4 separate regions of the Mus musculus genome follow, and regions 1, 2 and 3 are each linked to region 4. A link is a contact called in public ChIA-PET, Hi-C and Micro-C data. All regions are on one chromosome and are shown on one strand. Each heading gives the region's core, a stretch centred on a gene start, on an enhancer-like site or on the middle of the called end of the contact. The rest is flanking DNA. Distances are from core to core; before and after follow the strand shown.

What was found. A called contact is a pair of places that touch in the nucleus more often than the background predicts. ChIA-PET counts read pairs in DNA pulled down with a chosen protein or histone mark.
Region 1: a contact with region 4 is called in an RNA polymerase II ChIA-PET map of memory CD8 T cells, with 44 read pairs. The contact joins the enhancer-like site here to the promoter of Sorbs1 in region 4. A contact is called at or near these places in 4 of 39 promoter capture datasets (cranial neural crest, frontonasal cranial neural crest, maxillary cranial neural crest and 1 more), 6 of 484 Hi-C or Micro-C datasets (CD4 T cells, CD8 T cells, LSK cells and 3 more), 4 of 115 datasets of contacts at active chromatin or transcription factors (effector CD8 T cells, epiblast stem cells, memory CD8 T cells and 1 more) and 2 of 9 other capture datasets (adipose tissue and liver).
Region 2: a Micro-C map of embryonic stem cells shows a contact between it and region 4, with 3 times the contacts expected there. The contact joins the promoter of E030044B06Rik here to the promoter of Sorbs1 in region 4. A contact is called at or near these places in 2 of 39 promoter capture datasets (cranial neural crest and second pharyngeal arch cranial neural crest) and 1 of 484 Hi-C or Micro-C datasets (embryonic stem cells).
Region 3: a Hi-C map of rod photoreceptor shows a contact between it and region 4, with 4 times the contacts expected there. The contact joins the promoter of Zfp518a here to the promoter of Sorbs1 in region 4. A contact is called at or near these places in 1 of 39 promoter capture datasets (second pharyngeal arch cranial neural crest), 3 of 484 Hi-C or Micro-C datasets (CD4 T cells, embryonic stem cells and rod photoreceptor), 3 of 115 datasets of contacts at active chromatin or transcription factors (effector CD8 T cells, memory CD8 T cells and regulatory T cells) and 2 of 9 other capture datasets (liver and pancreatic islet).

The regions. Positions count from the first base shown.
Region 1 is chr19:40,255,967-40,259,598 of GRCm38.p6, reverse strand. The region is part of intron 1 of Pdlim1 (PDZ and LIM domain 1 (elfin)); the gene reads left to right. Among named protein-coding and RNA genes, the nearest start is that of Gm41845, 14 kb to the left of the region's middle. Within about 2 kb of position 1,953, at least 125 of the 459 cell types and tissues checked have an H3K27ac peak or open chromatin away from gene starts, as enhancers often do. A contact at or near this core is called in CD8 T cells, LSK cells, Th1 cells and 5 more, where this site is marked.
Region 2 is chr19:40,866,462-40,869,865 of GRCm38.p6, reverse strand. It overlaps E030044B06Rik (RIKEN cDNA E030044B06 gene), which reads right to left and starts at 1,550. Exons shown (of 5, transcript NR_045343.1): 1 at 1,426-1,550. LOC108168428 (a long non-coding RNA gene) reads right to left here and starts at 1,902. Exons shown (of 3, transcript XR_001782722.1): 1 at 1,719-1,902.
Region 3 is chr19:40,893,122-40,896,591 of GRCm38.p6, reverse strand. It overlaps Zfp518a (zinc finger protein 518A), which reads right to left and starts at 1,887. Exons shown (of 5, transcript NM_028319.1): 1 at 1,802-1,887. It overlaps Mir8092 (microRNA 8092), which reads right to left and starts at 1,889; the gene lies at 1,803-1,889.
Region 4 is chr19:40,511,765-40,515,191 of GRCm38.p6, reverse strand. Sorbs1 (sorbin and SH3 domain containing 1) reads left to right here and starts at 1,456. Exons shown (of 29, transcript NM_178362.1): 1 at 1,456-1,821.

The DNA.
Region 1 (3,632 bases), core at 704-3,203, 260 kb after region 4:
ATATGGAAATCTAAGCTCAGAAATGCCAGATTTTTCATAAGCTTAGAGTCTATGGGTTTGTATGAAATTTATCATACCTGATCTAAATTAAAACAAATGTAAGGCAACTTTGATTGTGAATCAGATTCATCCGACGAGCTCAGCTCTCAGTTTCCAATGCAGAGCGTTAAAGGAGCACATGCGTTCAGCTGCTGGTAGGACTTGGATCTTAAGTAGGACCCTCTAGAGATCCATTAAGGCAGTGGTTCTCAACCTTTCTAATGCTATGACCCTTTAATGCATGTTGTGGTGACCCCCGATCATAAAATTATTCTATTGCTACTTCATAACTGTAATTTTGCCACTTGTATGAATTGTAATGTAAATAGCTGATATGCAGTATATCTGACATATAAACCCTGTGAAAGGGTTGTTCAACCCCCAAAGGGGTCACCATCCACAGGTTGAGAACCGTTCCACTAGGGCATGGCTGGGCTAGGGGCTGATTGGGTAAGCCCTGGAATGTTTGAACTGTCATTTGAAAGTGTGCTGACTACTTTCACATCGACTTGACACAAGCTGAAGTCATCCGAGAGGAGAGAACCTCAATTAAGAAAATGCCTCTATAAGAACTGGCTGTTGGCAAGCATGTAGGGCATTTTCTTAATTAGTGACTGGAGGAGGGCCCAGTTCATGGTGGGTGGGGCCATCCCTGGGCTGGTGGTCCTGGGTTCTATAAGAAAGCAGGCTGAGCAAATCATGAAGAGCAACCCAGTAAGCAGCATCCTTCCACAGCCTCTGCATCATCTCCTGCCTCCAGGTTCCTGCCCTGTTCGAGTTCCTGTCCTGACTTCCTTCAGTGACAGACTACAATGTGGAAGTGTAATCCAAATAAACTCTTTCCTCCCCAACTTGCTTTTTCGGTCGTGGTGTTTCATCTCAGCAATCCTGACTAAACCAGAAAGTGTCTGTCCAGTGAGGCCCTTTGAACCTCAGCATGGCTAATGGTCTCTAGTCGTCTCTTTGCAGGAACTAGACAGTGAATACTGTGAGGACATTATTATTCATTGTTATTTTTAGATAAAGATATAGGGTTCACAGCCTGTTCTGTATCTCCAATGTCATATCCCTTTTCCTTCCTTTGTGTCCTGGGTTTCACTGGTGCCGTCCACATACTATGTGTGAGGCTTAGCCTGCTCTATTCTGACTCCTTGCATGCATGTATGTGTAGGGGGGTGTACGTACATGGATACGCAAGTACAAGGACAGAGGAAGACATCATGTATTCTTTTGAGGCAGGGTCTCTCCCTGAACCTGGAGTTTATCCTTTCCCATCCTAGGACAGCCAGCACGCACCAGCCATCTTCTTGCCTCTGTATTACCTCTTCTCCCTACAGTGCTGGGGTTTCAGGTTCACAGGAAGACCCTGCCCATCTTGTTACACAGGTGCTGGCATCCAAACTCACATCTTTATGCTTGTTCTGTAAGCAGTATTAACCACGGAACCATCTCTCCTGCCCCCATCATTAGCTTTTGGTTGCATTATAGCTTCTAGCGCAACATTTATCATCTGCCTGTCTCTCCAGGGACTGCGTGCTTCTAGGTGGCAGGCTCAGCCCTTTTCATAGAATGTGGCTCCTGGAATTCCCATTTCTTTAGTTGTGAGTGCTTGCTCTGTTTTGAGTCATTTCGGCAACCCTCACAGTAGCCTTCAGATGTCAGGGCTGCTGTCTTTATCTGTCTTGAAGAGCTAGGCACACAGAGGTGCTAAATCCCAAGGTAAGGCTATCAAGTCCTGGTCCCCTGCCTCTAGAAGTCACAACTTAACCAACAAGCTACTAGTCTTTCAGAATACATGGAGATGTGTGCAGTAAGATGTGGAGAGAGTGAGAGCGAAAGGAAGCCTGGGGGAGGAGGAAGTGTACCAGTGTCACAGAGGAGGGGCATAGCTCTTACTTGTGGTCAGGGTCAGGCAGCTGGCTCTGTGAATGTGCCTCATTGAAGAATGAGGGAGAGCTATGTCACAGTTCTGTTTTGCACGACTCTGAAGTGAAAGTTAAAAATCGTAGCAGGGTGGGGCCCCCAGGCTATTTCCTCCCCCACTCTGGTGCATCAAGTCTCTGCAGGATTAGGCCCATCCTCTTCTACTGAGGCCAGGCAAGGCAGCTCTCTACTACCTGTTTGCTGGGGGCCTTCTCCAGCCTGTGTATGCTCTTCGGTTGGAGTGGGGATGGAAGGAGAGGCTCTGGGAGGTGGGGGGAGCAGTGTTTGGGATGTAAATAAAAACACAAAAAGAGCTGACCCTGGGTGGGAGCAGGGAATCTAATAGGGTCTGAAGGTGCCTTATGATCATAGAGTGTAGAGTTGATGTGCAGGGTGCCAGCCTTCAGGTAAGGGGAAGGGGATGGGCCCAAGAATGCATTCAACTTGACTGCTACAGAAGCCAACAAGACATTCTTTTTTAAATATACATTGTTGCACCTAAGCCACACTACTTTTTATAGCAACAGTTTTGTGCTCTGGTGGGGGAACTGACTGAGGGAATTTGGAGGATGTCTACTTAAATAATGGGTCTGGTTTTTTGGAGGGAAGTATCAAATTCAGTTTTTTTTATTTAGAAATTGAGGCTGACTCTATCATGAGCTGATTCTGATGGAATTTGATGGCTGCTAAGAAAATTAGGATAGACAGTGATGTAGCGGATCCTGGAGCCTGCTGTGGCTTGCTCCTCACAAGCTGAGTCACCTTGAGCAAGTGGCTTAACCCTTGTTCCTCCATTTCCTCATCTTCAATGATGCAAATAACATTGCCTACCTGTGGCATCATGAGAAGATCATAAGCCAACTTTTCTAACCACTTAGATTGTCCTTGACATACAGTAAGTCTTATTAATAGTGGCCACTGTTAGAATTGAGGTTTGTTATGGTGTGTGGTAGAGTCCACAGTTTAGGACAGGAACTTTCCAGCAGTGAGATCTAGGACCTCGGCAGCCCTTCTCAATTCTGTCTTATGATTGGCATGTTTGATAATGGGTGGGGCTCTGGGCCCCAGCTCAGTGCAGAGTAGTGAAACTGTTGTTGCATGCCTGGGAGGCACCTGGCCAACAGGGCTTTGTGGCACTCCAGTTCTTTGTGTAGAAAGAAGGATATGGCAGATGTGCTTCTTAGAGTCTCTGCCACACTATTACACTGAAGCAAGAAAGGCTAGAATTTCCTATGAGGGGTTCTATATTAAAACTAGGCATAAGCTTTTAGCTACGTGAGTGTGAACCACTCACAACTTCTCTTTAGTCCTGTCTTTAAAATGTTGTCAGATAGATGCTTGCTCATCTAATCTGTGTGAGCAATGTGTTGTGAACACTCTAAATATATTGTAGGAATCCTCTCTGTGAAGGTAATGTCTGTCTGTGATTCATTTGATCTGCCCTCCCTATTCTCACCCACACTTGTCCTTTTGGAGACAGGGTCTCATGTAACCTAAGTTGCCCCAAGAATAAGTTTGAATTTCTGATCTTTTTGCCTCCACCACCCAAAATGCTATCATGTCCAGCTCATGATATTTGGAAATCAATCCTAGGGCTTTGTACATTCGAGGCAAACATTCTACCTTTTGGGCTGTATCCACAGCCCCAACCTTGTAAAAAAGAGATGGCT
Region 2 (3,404 bases), core at 301-2,800, 350 kb before region 4:
TGATGTCTCTGATCTCCAAAATGTCCAAGTTTAAAAGAGTGTACATCTTGGATTTAGGCAGCTTTCCCATCTTAATTATATATCTTTATAGCCTTTTATTTCTGTGTTGTGTGGTTTTGATATATAGAATTCAAGGTTAAAAAAGAAAAAGCTCTTGCTGGGCATAGTGCTGCAGGCCTGTAACTTCAGTTCTTGAGAGGCAGAGATGGGCCGTCAGACTAGCCTTCATTATATAACAAGACTCTGTCCCAAAAATAAAAATAGAAGCTCTGTGGTAACAGGATAGTAGGAACCATTTCTATCATTCTCACAGTCAGGCATTAGCACAATGCCTAGCATGCATGCAGTAAGTTCTAGGTAAACATTTGCCAACTGAAAACATGCTGGCACAAGCCTGTAATGCCAGCATGAATGAGGAGGAGGGAGGAAGATCAGGGATTTGAGGTCAGCCTTAGCAACAATAGAAAGGGGTCTTGTCTGAAAGATACCCCCTCCTAAATCGCTAAATTAATTAAGCAAATCTTCATATTACAAATGCATTTTTAAAAGGTTACACTTGGCTTTAATTTTATATAGAGTACAGTATACCAAAAGTGCAAAAGTAAGGCTGGAGAGGTGGCTCAGCAGTTAAGAGCACAGACTACTCTTCCCAGGGGACCCGGGTTCAATTCCCAGCACCCACATGACAGGGCACAACTACCTGTAACTCCTGTTCCAGGAGATCTGACTTCCTCACAGACACAGAGAAAACACAAATGTAAACAAAATGAAACTAAATATATTCTTTTAAAATGCAAAAGTAACCGGGCTTAGTAGCACGAACTTTTAACCCTAGCTTTTCAGAGGCTACAACAGGAGGATTGCAAGTTCAAGGTTATTTGAAAGCCACTTCAGACAATTTAAAAAGTCTCTCCTCCCTCTCCCTCTCCCTCTCCCTCTCCCTCTCCCTCTCCCTCTCCCTCTCCCTCTCCCTCTCCCTCTCCCTCTCCCTCTCCCTCTCCCTCTCCCTCTCCCTCTCCCTCTCCCTCTCCCTCTCCTTCTCCCCCCCCCCCCACTTGTCAAGCATGTCTCAGTTCCTAGCTTTAACACTGGTACTAAAAAAGTGGGGTGGGGGAAGGGGAAGAGGCAGAAATCGGCATGCTATTTTTGTTGTTGTTGCATTAAGAGAGCAAACACTGGGCTTGGGAGATAGTGCAATTGGTTGCATATGAGAGACTTTTCCTGGGCAGACACAACACACACACACACACACACACACACACACACACACACACACTCACACTTGTATTTAAACACAGGCATGGACTCACTCCAGAAAGGGAACTCATAACAGACTGCATTAACGATTACAACAATATACAATTTGGTGAAGCAATGCGCTTTTGCTGGGGCTTTTGACAGGAGTGTGGGTGAGGGGTTACTTACAGGGAGCAGGGGTGACTCCAAAGCAGCTGCTGCACAGAAAAGTAAGGACCGAGGGAAGCTGCAGAGCCCGGCACAGCTGCTTGAATGCTGGAGAGAGGGAGACTCCTTTCCACAGTTGTTTTCTCCCTTGTTTCTGCGGTAGGAGGGTCCTTGAGACTCAAGTTTCTGTCCTTCCAGACATGTGACTTTCCGTTTACCTTCTAGTCTCCTGAGTTTCTACCTACCTCCTGGAGGGATGGTTTTAAAATGCTATAGTACAGTTGGTTAAAAACAAACAAGCAAATAGTTCTTACCTTGTAAGGGTGAGGACATGGAAAAGCCTAGGTATGGTGCTGGATATTTGTCATCTCAGGACTGGTGGGGGCGGGGGCGGGGCGGGGGAGACAAACAGATACCTGGGACTTACTGGCCAGGCTTCTCTCCTGCTTTGTGATTCTTTTGCGACTGAGAGATCCTATCTCTAAAAACAATGTGGACAGCACCTGGGGAAAATGACGCCCAAGGTCACACTCAGCATGTGCGCATGCAAGTGCAGGCACATACACAGAAAGCACACTGTCTCTAAATTTCTGTGTGGGTGTGTGAGTGCTTGTGCACGCACGCGCGTGCATGCCCGTGTGTGTGTGTGTGTGTGTGTGTGTGTGTGTGTGTGTTGTACATGTTCATGTGTGTGTGTGCATAGTGGTGTGCATGAGTATAAAAGCAGAGATGGAAGTCACTTGTCTTTCTCAGGCACTCTCCACCTTATTTTTTGAGACAGGGTCCCTCACTGAACTTGGAGCTCACTGATTCAGCTAGACTGACTGACCAGTGGGCTCCAGGGAGTTTCTTTGATGCAACTGTCTACATCTACTAGCCAGAATTTTGTTTATGGTTTGTGCTACCTGCCAGCCCACTCTACCCACGATAAAGACCATTTGAAAGATGCTTTGACTGGGACTTCATGTTGAAGTAGCATGGGAGGGGAGGCAGTGCCTGGGGAGGAGCCTCCTGGACTGACCCAGGGAGTCTGAAAAAACACATTGATTGTATAATCAGAAGAAGGGTGTGGCATGCTTGTGCATAGCTTCTAGGTCCAACAGTCTCAAGTCTTAAATGTGTACCAATCATGACCTTTTCCTGGGTCACTCAAGGGAGCACTCCTCCGGGTTCCTAATGAGAAGAGCTACAAGATGGGCAGGGTCATCTGGGAGTCACAAAGGGCATGTCACAGCTGCATGAAGTCTCCTGGAGCCAGGACAAGCTCCCTGGAACTGCTAAGGTTAAAGCAAAGCCTCCTGCAACTGAAGTCGATACTTTCAGCAACAGCCATGGTGGCAGCAGGCTTTGCAGCGGAATAGAGATCCTCTCAAGGGATCCAAGACTTGTTCACTGCTCAAAATGGCTAGGTTGCCATGATGGAAATCCAGTGTGTAGCTTAGGAAAGAACTGTTTGTTCTATAGTTCCCTGTTTGAAGCAGCTGTCAATCAAGTGGCTGGTATAACTAACTGTTCCCAACAGTTTGGCTACTTGAAAGAAAAAACTTTTAAAGGATTCTTAGGATAAAGATCTACCAGTGAAGTTAATATTCTCAACAGTACTTAACAGTGTTCCCCCATAGGGGGAATTGGGTCCCTCTGATCTCACTTGAGAACATTTCTAATTTCTTTGTGCAACAGATCTTTCCCTGTCACTTATGTATGTTCTTCTATATTAACTTTGCTCTTCTATATAATTGAAAGGATCCCAGTAACCTTTCCCCCTTTGTGATGATTGATATTACAAACTTGATGCGATCCAGGGTCGCTTAAGATACAAACTTCATATCTGTGGGTGGTGCCATCAATAGCAGGGTTCCTAGACTGATTCAATAGAAAGAGAACTGAACAGCTGAATCTCTCTCTGCTTCTTGACTGGGCACCTGCTGTGACCAGCCTCTGCAGGTGCCTGCTGCCAGTCTTTATTGTGGCCTCAGATTGTGAGCCATAGTAAACAACTC
Region 3 (3,470 bases), core at 638-3,137, 380 kb before region 4:
TTAAAATCTTGAACTTAAAGGAAAACCAGAAAAGTAGTTAGACTGGTCAGATTAAGTGTTCTCTACAGGGCACACACAATGCTTCAATGAGAGTAAGCCCCAACACTTGCAATAAAAGTACATTAAAAGGGCATTGTAAGGTTTTGTGGGTTTTTTCACTCAAACTATATTTAGATAGAAAGTTTCTCATTTAAAATATTTCAAAATACAGCAGCTTTTGGAACCACACTATACTACTTCCAGAAAAAATATCATAAAATGTGAAGGTGGTTATGATAAAACCCTCCAGTATTTAAGTTTATTTGCTATGAGCTCACAAAGACACAGTCGCTGGAGTTGCTATCCTTTTATCTGTTCAGACATCTGACATATAATGTTTGAATTGGTAATCATAATTTGGAAAAAAAAACAGAAAAGAGTAAGGTCTACTATGCTTACCTACGCCATAGAAAGCCAACACCCCTCAAGTGCTAGTACGAATTGCCCCTTTTGACTTTCTAAAGAAAAATACAGCTTTGTTGAAGGATAATTAACAGATCTGCAGCTATAACTTTAAAAATGTTAGGGAATTTCAGCAAGTCTCTCTATTCATTCTGACCATACAAACTTTAGAGCACACTCAAATCAGACCTGTTTTGCTGGGAAAAAAAGCAATTCAATTATTATTAGTAAAATGTGCCTTAAGAAAACCAGACTTTCAAATTAACCACGCTGTGAGTTGTTTTTACATTACATCCCTGAGATAATCACAGACAGTTCAACATTCTCATGAATTCCTCAAAAACTGACCCCTTTCCCCATTTTCAAGACTTTTGAAAAAAATAATTTACAAAAACTAAAATAACCCAAATTTAAACCTGAAGCGAAAACTGACCCTTAACTTTTGTTTTCTAAACTTTGAAGTTGCATCTGTTCCATTGGTCTAGATAAGAGTTAAATCACATCATCTATGCATTCAGACCCAATACTTTTGAGTTACCAAAGCCATCTAACTCAAGATACTACCCACTTAACAAAGAGGACACCATGTTAAGAACAGATTCAAGATGGACCCTACAAGTGGGGAAAAAAAAAAAAAAAGCCCGTGACAAAGAAATCCATATGCCACTGGGTGTGGTGGTGGTGGGGGCAGTCTACAAGAGGACCACTTTCTTGCCCAACTCTGAGGGCGCGCAGTGCGTGCGCCAAGAGAGCGGGGAGTCTCTGCAAGGAAGAACCCCCAATAGCCATAGACTGGGCCCATAGTAGGGATGCCGTCGAGGCGGGCCCGCGAACCTACAGCTCGAGGGGTGCGGACTGAGGGCTGCCCAGCCCGTCTCCACCGGGCGCGGAACCCGACGAGCGATGGCTTCGCGCGCCAAACGCCCCCGCATCGCCCCCAAAACGCCGCGCCCGATCCGCCCCTTTCCCCGGAGTTCCGCTGCCCCTCGGGCGCGCGGATGTACACTGTCGCCGCGCCGTGCGCGCGCGCCCAAGTCCTAGGCTCTGAGACCGTGGGGGAGTTCTTAGGGACAAACTTACAACCAGCCCAAGCCGAGACGACAATGACCAGCCCTAAGAGCTAGCAAGAGCCCCGGGTTAGAAACCAAGGACTTCTCTAGAAAACTTTGCGGCAAGTTGGCCGGAAGCGCTGAATGGACGGGACTATTTAACATGAGCTTCCTAGCGCAAGAGGCGGATCCCCCCCAAGACCATTTGGGGGGAACCCTAGCACCCCACGATTTCGCCCTTGGCCCCTTGCCGTCTCTCTGTGCGTCCCGACATCCTAACTGGTCTTGGCGGCTCCGCACACAGGGAATACCTGCCGTGGTCCCCATTGCCTGCGAGTCCCAGATGGCGGCCATTACCCCTCCATCCGGGTACTGCCGGAAAGCCGAGCGCCGCGCTGCCGGCAGCGCACGCTGCGGCGGAGGGATCCGCGCTGCACCTGAGGCGAGCGGAAGGGAACGGCGGCCGGAAGGGCCCCCGCCTCAGCCTCCCGAGAGTAGGCCATGGCGCTGAGTCCACGGCTGACCTCGTCATACGGCGCCTCCCTGCGTCCCGCCTCACCGCCCCCCGTCTACTCACCAGCCGCGGGGATCCTACTGCGGGGGGAAGAACGGGGAAAATGGCTACCGTCCTTTCCCAAGTAGACACCAGAAGCAGGAACTGGTGTGCTTGGCAAGCCTTGGTTGACAGGAAATGGCCTCAACCCAGAGGTTTTAGGCAGCCCCCATCTTAGCAAATGGCGTGTTCCCTGTACTTACTCGGATCACGCGAGTTGTGGTATCCCTTTGACGTCCCAGTGGTTGGACGAAGCTGCTACCCAAAGCTCTGGCCCACAAGGGAGCCAACCCTGAGCTCCAGAGCAGCCCCACGCACAGGCTACCTGTGAGGGACACTCTTCTCTCCCGCCGCGACACGACCTCCTCCCACGGCACGGAGGACTCGTCTGAGCGAAGGAAGTCCTCTCAGCGAAGGAAAACCCTCGCACGCCCCTCACAGACTCAAAAATGGAATCCTTGCCCCCAAGAAAAGAATCCTTCCCCACCCCACACAAGAGTCGTACAAAGTCCAAATGTGGCTCCTCTCTTTCAGAACGTTTCAGAAGCCTACTAATCTCACTTGGTAAATAATTACCTCCCTTAAAAGAAAAAAAGGACAAAAAACACACGTGGAAGCACTGTGGAAACTGCCGCCGTCAAAAACTCGAGGCGGAGGGATATAGCAAAATATAAAAGATCGAATCTGAGAATTTTGGCTTCAACTGTGGGCCGTAGTTTTTTTTTTTGGGGGGGGGGATGCGTGGGGGCAAGGGGTAACCCAAATAACTCCTGACACGCACAAATTTTTCTTAAAACCAATTTTAAAACTGTTAAGAATTTTCCACTTTCTTAGGATATGCTTTTGAACGCATTGACCTGTGCCACACGGACTTTACCCTTTAAATTAAAAAAAAGAAAAAGAAAAAGAAAAAGAAAAAGAAAGGAATAAAACACACACGGAGAACCCTTAGTTTTGGGTGGTTTGTACAACAGTCCTCCTAGAAGCGGCAAGCTGAAATTCACACAAGAAGTACAAACATAACTATAAAAGTGAAGGTGAAATCTATTAATATCAAAAGGGCATATTTATAATCTATAATGATGTTTGCAAAATAGATTTTCTTTGGGGGGGGGCAGGGTAACAGGCCCTGAGACAGTGTAACAGAGCCCTGGCTGTCCTGGAACTCAATTTGTAGACCAGGCTGGCCTCCAGCTTACAAAGCTCTGCCTGCCTCTGTTTCCTGAGTGCTGGTAGATTTTCTCCTTAACACAATATTTTCATTGTTCCAGAAAAGAGGACACACATTGCTGAGGAGAGAAGTGGAGAAAAGCCTGTTTGTTTTTTAATAGGAAAAAAAAAAGTTGTTTTGGACTGTGAGTAGTTAGTTTTGTTATAGCTTTTATAATTTACATGACAAAAATGATGCATCATCATGTTCTGTAGTA
Region 4 (3,427 bases), core at 207-2,706:
CCCCGGGTTCTCTGGAGGCTTCTTGTTTCCTTGGTTATAGCACGAGCTCCCAGACAGCTAGAAGTCTTCAATTAAAATACACAGACAACAGAATTGAGGACAGCAGGTGCTCAGCCAGGACCTGTCACTGTTCCCTGACATCTAACAACCTTTACAGACAGGGTTCCCCTTGCCTGTGCAGTCACTAGGTCCTATTCTTACCCCACCACACAGCCTGCTAACTAGGAACACAGTTGGGCTGAAGATTCTTGCCCAAGATAGCAGAAAAGAATTAATTGTGCTCAGGTGACTATTCTGTTGTGTTGGAAAGTTGTAAGTCAACTTGACACAGGCTAAGGTCATCTGAGGGGAGGGAACCACAATTAAGAAAATGCCTCCGTAAGATGGGGCTGTAGGCAAGCCTGTAGGGCATTTTTAAAATTAGTGACTGATGGGGGAGGTTCCAACCCATTGTGGATGGGCCATCCTGAGCTCATGGTCTTGGATTCTATATGAAAACAGACTAAGCAAGCCATGGAGAGCAAGCCAGTATGCGGTATCCCTCTGTATCAGCTTCCTGACTCCTGCCCTGTTTGAGTTCCTGTCCTGACTTCCTTCAATGGGGAGCAGTGTTGTGGAAGTGTAAGCCAAATAAACTCTTTTCTCCCCAATTTGCAGAGTGGTGCAGCCAATAATCCGCTCTAGAGGCTGAGTCAGGAGGTTGGCCTGGGGTGTGAGTATGTGGGGCAGCCTCTAATCCCAGAAGGTGGGATTAAGGATCATCTTTGGCTGCACGGTGAGTTTGAGGCCGCGCTAGAATACGTGAGCCGCCTGTCCAAAAATAAATAAATAAATAAATAAATAAATAAATAAATAAATAAATAAAGACTAAAACGAGAAACTAGTAACAACGTCTTTTTCACAAGGCTGGGAAAATCAAATGAGAAAATAGGGAGCATTAGGCAACTGTCTGGTAGAATATAATCAGACTGACAGTGCCATTGGCAAGCTTTTATTCACTACATTTTATCAAGAGGAATTATGGTGCCATTTTACAGATCAGCAAAAGGGCACAGGGTTAAGTAATTTGTTTATAGCTAGGACACACTGTTATTTTACGCTTACTGTTCTTTTCAAGCTCTCTGTGGGCAAACCCTTATAGAGACCACAGGGCCAGCGTCTGGAGTCACTCGCGGGCAGCCCAGGGTAGAAAGGGTTAGCGGGTGCGCGCGCGACATCCGCGGGAACCCGCGGGCGCGCGCCCCGCTCACAGGGACGCAGGCTTGGCGGCGGGCTCTTCCTCGCCTCCCCATTGGCGCACACGCCCCTTCCTGTCACGGCCGGCCAGGCCCCGCCCCCTGGGCGCTGCCGGAGTGGACGGTTCCAGGCCATGCTAATGAGGGGCTGGTCGCCGCCGCCCATTGGCCGGCCCCAGTGTCGGTGAAGTCAGCTCGGAGTAGCAGAAAAACAGAGCGGGGCTGACTGTAGCGTGGAGCGCGAGCCGGGCTGGACGCGCGCAAGCCCTTGCCGGGGACCCGCGAGGTAAGCGGGCGGCGGCTGCGCTCTCCGGCGGCAGCTCCCGGGCGGGCGCAGCGGGCCCCCGGAGCGGTGCCTTTGTTCAGCGCGCGGAGGAGGTGCTTTTAAAGGGCCAGCTGTTGGAAGGACCTGGGGGCCCCCCTTCTCCCAGAGCATCCCCGGGTGGCCGCGGGGGACCTTCGCCGAGCCGTGTCTCCCGGCTGCTCTGTGTCCCCTCTCCCCGTCCCTTCAAGAAAAGTTGCTAGGACGCGGGGAGGTTTGGGGATTCCAGGTTTCTTTATGCCTTTTCGTTTTTGGTAGGTGAAGGTAAGTGCGATCATGGCCTCTGCTTAGGAGGGAATGTCCGCCCGCTTCAGCCTGGCTGCAGTGTGGGTGGATGGAGACGGGAGAGCCCTGGTGGGTTTGCGCTGGAAAGTGAAACTACTGAGGGTCTTTTCTGCAGTGGCCAAAGGAAGAAGGGCGCAAGTGTCAGGATGGAGGCATCTCAGGTGTATTCATTCATCAGCACACCCTTCCACTCCATCACCTAAGCCGAGGGCGGCGGGAGGGGGGCAAGCACTACGCTGCTGGCCCAGACCAGCCTGCATCCGAGCGTGTTGGTGGGTGTGTGTCTGGGTATACGGTGCTTCCGCTCACCGCCCAGGCCCCTTCATGCTTCCCTGGATGACTGGATGACAGCATCTTGCAGGGCAGCCCATCACCAAAGGGACCTAAAGCTACTCCTTTCTCTTATTTCCCAGGCTGTCCCTCCCGGGGTTTCCACGGTCTTTTCCCTGATAAGCGGTGGTGACATTCGAGATAGGAGGGAAAGGAGGCTTTAAAGTCATTATGCTTCTTTGAAGGGCGACGTGCTGTCGATTTCTGTATCCTGGAACCTCTGCGTGTCATACTATGCCTTTGAAATTCATCAGTGCTTTTTCCGGGCGGACAGAATTTATTATGCATTGCTACATAGAAGCAGAAGATCCCTCTGAGCCGGCTCATTCCATCCTGTCCGAGGGTTTTCCCAGCATGTTCTGGACGAGCCTTTGGATTTTTGTTTGAATCGCTGAGCTCTGGGTTGCCCCTGTTGTCACACGGCCGACCTACTGAAATTGCTAAAATTGATTTCAGTCAGTAGGCGGGATGTTCATCTAGAGACACCATAGAACCTGCCAGGCATGTTAGGCCGCTGACTGATCCCCCCCCCCCCCCCCCGCCCATCTTCCAGTCCCCAACACTGGTGTGTCCTTTTTCTTCCTTGGAGAAGGCCAGGGACAGCTTGTCTGACCACATGCTTTTTTTGATTTTTTAAAATACCTCTCTTTACATTTAAGTGTGTGTTTTGGCTGGAAAGATATCGAGGTGGTGATTGAAGGGTGGATTAAAAGTGGGGTGGACAGCAGCAGGGGACAGCCGTGCCAATGACAGAAAACACACATTGGGAGATTTTATAGCTTCAGCCTTCAGTGAGTGAGTGAGTGAGTGAGATGTCTACAGGGTGAGGTGTGTTGGCTGTGAGGGGGAGGGGTGGAGGAGGAAGATACTGCCAACAGTTTTTTGCCCCACCCTCCTGCTGCCGCCTTAAATAACTCCTGGCCAGCCCAGCCCTGAGGTCTTTTTGAGCCTGAGGGGAGAAAGGTGGTCTGTTAGCCCACCTCTGCCTGGGGCACCTTTGATGCAGATTAGGAAGGGTTAGTAGTTCTTAGGGTAGGGGGTCAAAGATGGTATATTCCTTAGCCTAAGGACTCGTGGTAACAGTCTGGTGACTTCCCTGCAGGCAATTAGTACCTGAATGAAGTGCTGGTCGACCTCTGTAGGACAACCCCCTTTTGTTGGCTCTACCTCCTTTTTTTTTTTTTTTTTTTTTTTTTTGCTAAAGCAAGTTGAATTTCTGTAAACTTTTTGAAGAGATTGGGAATATTGGGATGGG